2 separate regions of the Mus musculus genome follow, and region 2 is linked to region 1. The links are chromatin contacts, called in public Hi-C maps. All regions are on one chromosome and are shown on one strand. The core of a region is the stretch at or near the end of the contact, and the rest is flanking DNA. Distances in the headings are between cores, read along the strand shown.

The links. Hi-C and Micro-C count contacts between places; a contact is called where the count stands out from the background.
Region 2: a contact with region 1 is called in a Hi-C map of the N1E-115 cell line, with 5 times the contacts expected there. The contact joins two enhancer-like sites. A contact is called at or near these places in 3 of 484 Hi-C or Micro-C datasets (the N1E-115 cell line, cranial neural crest and embryonic fibroblasts).

The regions. Positions count from the first base shown.
Region 1 is chr12:34,269,016-34,271,789 of GRCm38.p6, reverse strand. The region is part of intron 18 of Hdac9 (histone deacetylase 9); the gene reads left to right. Among named protein-coding and RNA genes, the nearest start is that of Gm51984, 55 kb to the right of the region's middle. Within about 2 kb of position 1,484, at least 20 of the 459 cell types and tissues checked have an H3K27ac peak or open chromatin away from gene starts, as enhancers often do. A contact at or near this core is called in the N1E-115 cell line, where this site is marked.
Region 2 is chr12:34,652,419-34,655,207 of GRCm38.p6, reverse strand. The region is part of intron 3 of Hdac9 (histone deacetylase 9); the gene reads left to right. Among named protein-coding and RNA genes, the nearest start is that of Gm46347, 130 kb to the left of the region's middle. Within about 2 kb of position 1,382, at least 6 of the 459 cell types and tissues checked have an H3K27ac peak or open chromatin away from gene starts, as enhancers often do. A contact at or near this core is called in the N1E-115 cell line, where this site is marked.

The sequences.
Region 1 (2,774 bases), core at 235-2,734:
GAGAGATTATATATATATATATATATATATCTCCTTATAGATTTTCAGTTGCATTAAAATTCTGACCTTAAAGGTATGAGCATAAGACTGCTTTGCTTACATTCATCATCTAACTGTCCTAAGAGAATTGATTAAGCCTCTAGTATGTGTCAAGTCCTGAAGATAGGATGATTACAACAAGTCAACCACACTCCTATGCTTAGGGAATTTATAAAAAGTGTCATAGTATATTACTAATAAGGATGTTACAGGACAAACAGGCATAAAGTATGTGTAAAGTTCACCTTTCTGTTAGTCTAGCTAAAGTTGCCATAACAAAATAATAGAGACTAGTGGCTTAAAAAGAAAGTTATCTGTTCATAGTGTGGGAAATTCAAGATGAGAGTGTTGGCAGGTCTAGTTTTTCCCGAAGGTTCTTGCTTTGTGTTTCAGGTAGCAGTATTCTTGTGCCTTCTTTGCCCATCTGATTGTTCATATGTGTCTGGTCTAGTATCTTTTTTCCTTTAAAAAAAAAGTCAGTCATCTTGCAATACACCCTTATAATGGATCCCACCTTATGGAACTTTTCAAAGACCTTGTCTCCAAATACAGACACATTAGGGAGGTTATTGTCAGAGAGGATGACACTATTCCAACAATATGATGACCAGGTCAGACTTAGGAAATATCACAGGTCTTTTATTAACTGTTTATGTTCAAGTTGCCTAATCTCTTTAAAGCTCAGATCCTTCTCTTGCAACAGCAATTAGTCATGCACCGTGCAGTGTTAAAATGGGTAAAGTGTAGCCCTGAGGAGGCACACCAGCATTACCACTGACTTGTGAGATGCTGCCCAAAGCTATTTATAGGATGACACATTTGACTTTATTATCCTCCACTGGAACTGCCAATAAATTAGATTTTCCTTTCTGTGACCTTTCTACTCCCCCCCCCTTCTGTCTCCATGGCCAGAAACAAAACTATTAGTGTTTCTGAATCTAACCCTAAGAGTGAAGAGTTCAGAATAGAAAAATATTAAGCTTCTCAAATATCCATTAAATGAAACAAAGTAATAATTTTAACTAAAAAGGAAGGAAAAAAAAAGAAAGAATGAATTTGATTTGTAGCTGCCAGTTCACTCAACATATAGAGCTTAAGACAGAATAAGCTATTCAAAAGTTTAAAAAGAGTATTTAAATATTTAATCAAGTAGAATTACTCTAACAACCTAAAAATATAGATTTACTTTCTACGTCACCAAACCAAAATGCTCTGTGCAGATATATTTGACTCACAGTAGATAACTGTTTTAAAAGAGTCACTCTACCTGAGAGAATTCAAAGATTTAAAAGATGCTTAATTTCATTTGCAGCTAGCTGTTCTATAACATGCCTCCCAAGTCTTTTCTGTGATGAAAAACCTCTGCTTCTTTGTTGAGTCTGGTGTCTGTCAGTGGGTTTCAAAGGGCATCTGATCATTATTTAAGCTTAAACTCAATTATTCAGACATGCCCATGGCCCTAGCAGCAAGGCAGAACAGCAAAGCTCTCTGAACTGCTTAGCGCCAGGAGAGGAGTTCCATTACCCGGGTTGCAGGATGAAATGTTCAAGGTGTCGAAGCAGCAATCGTGTACCACATTATTTATGCCCACCTCACAGGAAACCCTTTTTGTTAACGGGCACAGTAGTATTATATTTAACTCCGGAAATATTTCCAAAAGAAATCAACAGGCCACATTTAGATTCTACAAAGGAGACGGTGCCTAAATTCCTTTCCTCTAAGTCATTCCCTCTCCGGTTTAAATACCATCACATCCACTCAGGACAGGTAGCTTAATCTCTATCACGTGCGGCTTTGCAGGCCATTAGCTTTGTTTCCAGGGCCAGTGATGGAGCGCTGTTCAGTGTGCTTGGAAAGCCTGCAGAGGCCCACATTCATTCAGGAAACTCCAGCCGAACTAGATCCATATGTTGCTTAAACATGGAGCTTTCTGATTGGAGGTCGTTTCTGGCTTCCAGCGTCATCGCAGATGACTCTTGTCCTTTGATGTGCTGCTAAGTAGAAAGTAATGTCAGACCCCCAAACCCAAAGCTTTGTGTGTGTGTGTGTGTGTGTGTGTGTGTGTGTGTGTGTGTGTGTGTGTTAGCGTTTACTGAGTACTTAGGGCTCCTGCACTGTATTGCACTTTCTGAACATGCTTCCTGCTCTGATGAATTTAAAGCTAACGACAACATTATGATGGGAGTGGTATCATCTCGGTTTTCCTTGGAGCTTCGACCATTGAGTGAACTTGCCGGATGTTTGAGTGACTTGAGAGTGGGAGGGTTGGTCCCTGAGGTGCATGTCATTTGTGTCAATATAGTCCCTAAGCTCTGCTTACTCTAGGTGAATGATGCTCTTAGGGGTGATAGCACTAGACAGGAATAGGAGGATTCCCTGCAATTATCTCTTTAAAAAGTATATTTGAAGCTGATAATTTCAAGTCCTGGGGGGGGGGTCTGAAAATCTCTAGATACAAATTCATCAAATGCCGTTAGACAGACACAGAGTTAGGAGCCATTCTCACTTACATGCTTTGGTAAAGTAGCCATCTTAGGGCTAACTTAAAATATAAATGCTTCAATTCCACATGCATTGCTTGGTTTTGTGTGTGTTTTCCTAAAATAAGATTCTTTATTAGTTCAGTTTGGAAAGAATGTTCTTTCTCTGTGAAATTCAGGTTTCTCAAGTCATTACATCCTGACAGACATATATGTATTCACGTTGTAGTTCCTGTCTGTTATGCAGCAATAATT
Region 2 (2,789 bases), core at 133-2,632, 380 kb before region 1:
GAAGTGGAGGGAGGGGGAACTTAGGTTGGGATCTTTTATACAAGAGAAGAATCTAGTTTTAATTTTTAAAAGGGATTTTTCCCCCATCATTCCTGATGAAGGTAAATACTAAAATCATGACTCCTTTTAAAGTTTTTGTTGCCTGGCATCTTCTTTTTGTATAAATTACTTTGGTCATGCTCATCCCACACTCTTCTATCCTCCCTCTTACTTTGAAACCCCTTTCCACAACAAGATCCCACCAACACTTCAATTCATTATTTTGGTGTGTGGCTCACTGTGTTTAGTTAGAGTTTCTTACCAAGGGTCGGAGGTTATTTACTGGAGCAAGGGCTGCTTCACCACTGCAGAAAAGAACACCTTCTCCTTGAATAAGGAGATAGCACAGTAGTCTTCTGGGTTCCTACTCCATCAGTGGGTGAAATGTGGGCAAGCCCAGTCTTGTGCATGTCTTCTGCAGATGGCCTGGATTACAGTGAATACATGAATGGCCATATCATGTGCAGGGGATATCCTTTCCTATGGCGTATCTCTCCATCTTTTCACTCTTTTATCCTTTCTATCCCCTTTGGCAATGTTCTCTGTAGTTTGGAGGGGTGGTCTAGAGGTCCAGTTTAGAGCATCTACCATGAATTCTTCCCACTTGTTAACCAGTGAAGCTTTAGTTTGCTGTGGAATGTTGCAGACTTTTCTGAAAGACACTAGCGACAGCTATACCATCAGCCCTGGATCTTCCCAGGGTTAAAATGTGTCAGACCCTAGGAACTGGGTTTGCAAAAACAGCCCCAGAAACTTGGTTCAGTGAGGTAGCTGAATCTCATTTAGTTATATTGATCACTTTGAAAAAGAAAGACACTTTGAAGAAAAACACATCTTCATGGTGATGTTTTGATTTCTTTGTTTCCAAGCTGCTGTATTTAAACATGAAATATAACTCATATCTATAGAGGTACAAAATAGATTTGTGGTTTTCAGAACCTGGGGTTGGAATAGGGATTAGGCAGGAGAGAATTTACTGAAATATTTGAAATGTTTTAAATGTGGATTGTGGTAACAGTTATACAATCTGGTTTAAATATAATATTTAATTAAGTTAACTTAATTAAAACATTTTAACTGGCTAAATTTATAAGCATATATCAATAAACTTTTAAAGTGCACATAAAATAACTAGGAAAGATCTGTAACTCTGTTTCCAGACAGTTATTGCTGGCATCAAGTGCAGAAATCCCTCCTAAAGGTATTTACTTACATTTCAGTATAGCACTAAATGTGTAAGGTAAGTCAAAAAGCATTGAGGACCAGCCTTACCTCGCCTTGCTTCCATTCCCACATTGTGCCATTCTTCCATGGAGCCTCTAGAGAGCAGCATGTCTATTTTACCAGGAAGGAGCATTATTGCATCTGAACCCGATGCCCTAACTTGCAGACATCTGAGCACCCCATTTCCTCATGAGCACCTCCCCCTGTTAATTGAATTTCACCCAGAGGCCCTGTTCTGTTTGGAGAGGAGCTTCACTGAGAGGCACCCAGGGCGTGGTCCTCACCTTCCTCTCCTAGCTGCTCTCATTTGCTCTCATCTTCAAGCTCTGTAAATACTGTTTGGCCTCTCTGCATGCACAAGTGGGAGTATTTTTGCTGGGATATCCACAACTTTATTTTCCTTTTTGGTACTTATGTCAAGACAGTGGCCAGTTAAAGCATTGACTATGTCTGTACATAGGAGAGATGTGAATGTGGAGAAACTGAAATAAGCATCCCTGAAATCATAAAAGTTTATAAAATTACTTTGTGAGGACTATACTTTGCCCAGAACAGGAAAGGGGCCAGAGTTCTTTACAACGTGTGAATCTTCAGACATGAAGGCCTAGAAGAACTGTGAGAATATTCTTTTTCTTTCTTTCTTTCTTTTTTCTTTCTTTCTTTCTTTCTTTCTTTCTTTCTTTCTTTCTTTCTTTCTTTCTTTCTTTCTTTCTTTCTTTCTTTCTTTCTTTCTTTTTTTCTTCCCTTCCCTTCCCTTCCCTTCCCTTCCCTTCCCTTCCCTTCCCTTCCCTTCCCTTCCCTTCCCTTCCCTTCCCTTCCCTTCCCTTCCCTTCCCTTCCCTTCCCTTCCCTTCCCTTCCTTTTTCTTCCATTTTTCTTTCTTCCTTTCTTTCTTTTTCTTTCTTTCTTTTTAATATGAAAACACTTACTTGGCTTACCTTTCAGCCTATAGTCGACCATTAGGAGAATTCCTCATAAGGAACCAATTCTGCTAATACATAATATTGGACTTTAGAGTCACGTTTACTTATGTATGATACATTTTTTAAAAATTAAAAAAATATTTTAACAAATCAGGTTGCCATTACCCTAGAGAAGAGCTGAGTCCAGTTTTTTAAAATGTATAAAACAACACAAATCTTACATGCCTTGTAGTTTCAGTCTTGGGAACTACCAAGACTGAAACACCAGGGCACTAAGTGTCTGGTTTGGGCTTTATGGACCATAAGCTATGCCTCTGCTCTCACAGCTATTAATGGAAGGAGATATCTGCTTCATCAGGCTCTCTGAGAAGGATGCTAATTACACTTGTGAGAGCATTTACAGCCACAGCATCTCTCAAAGTTCACCCTCTCCTAAAGCCATCACTTTGAGGTTAGATCTCAACATATACATTTTTGACTTCTGTACATATATTATTATCCAATTACCAAAAAAGAGAAATCATCAGACAGAGGGGAAAATCACATATTTATCACTATGAAAGATTTGCAACATAAAACGTTTATATAGCAAGCTTTCTTAGTT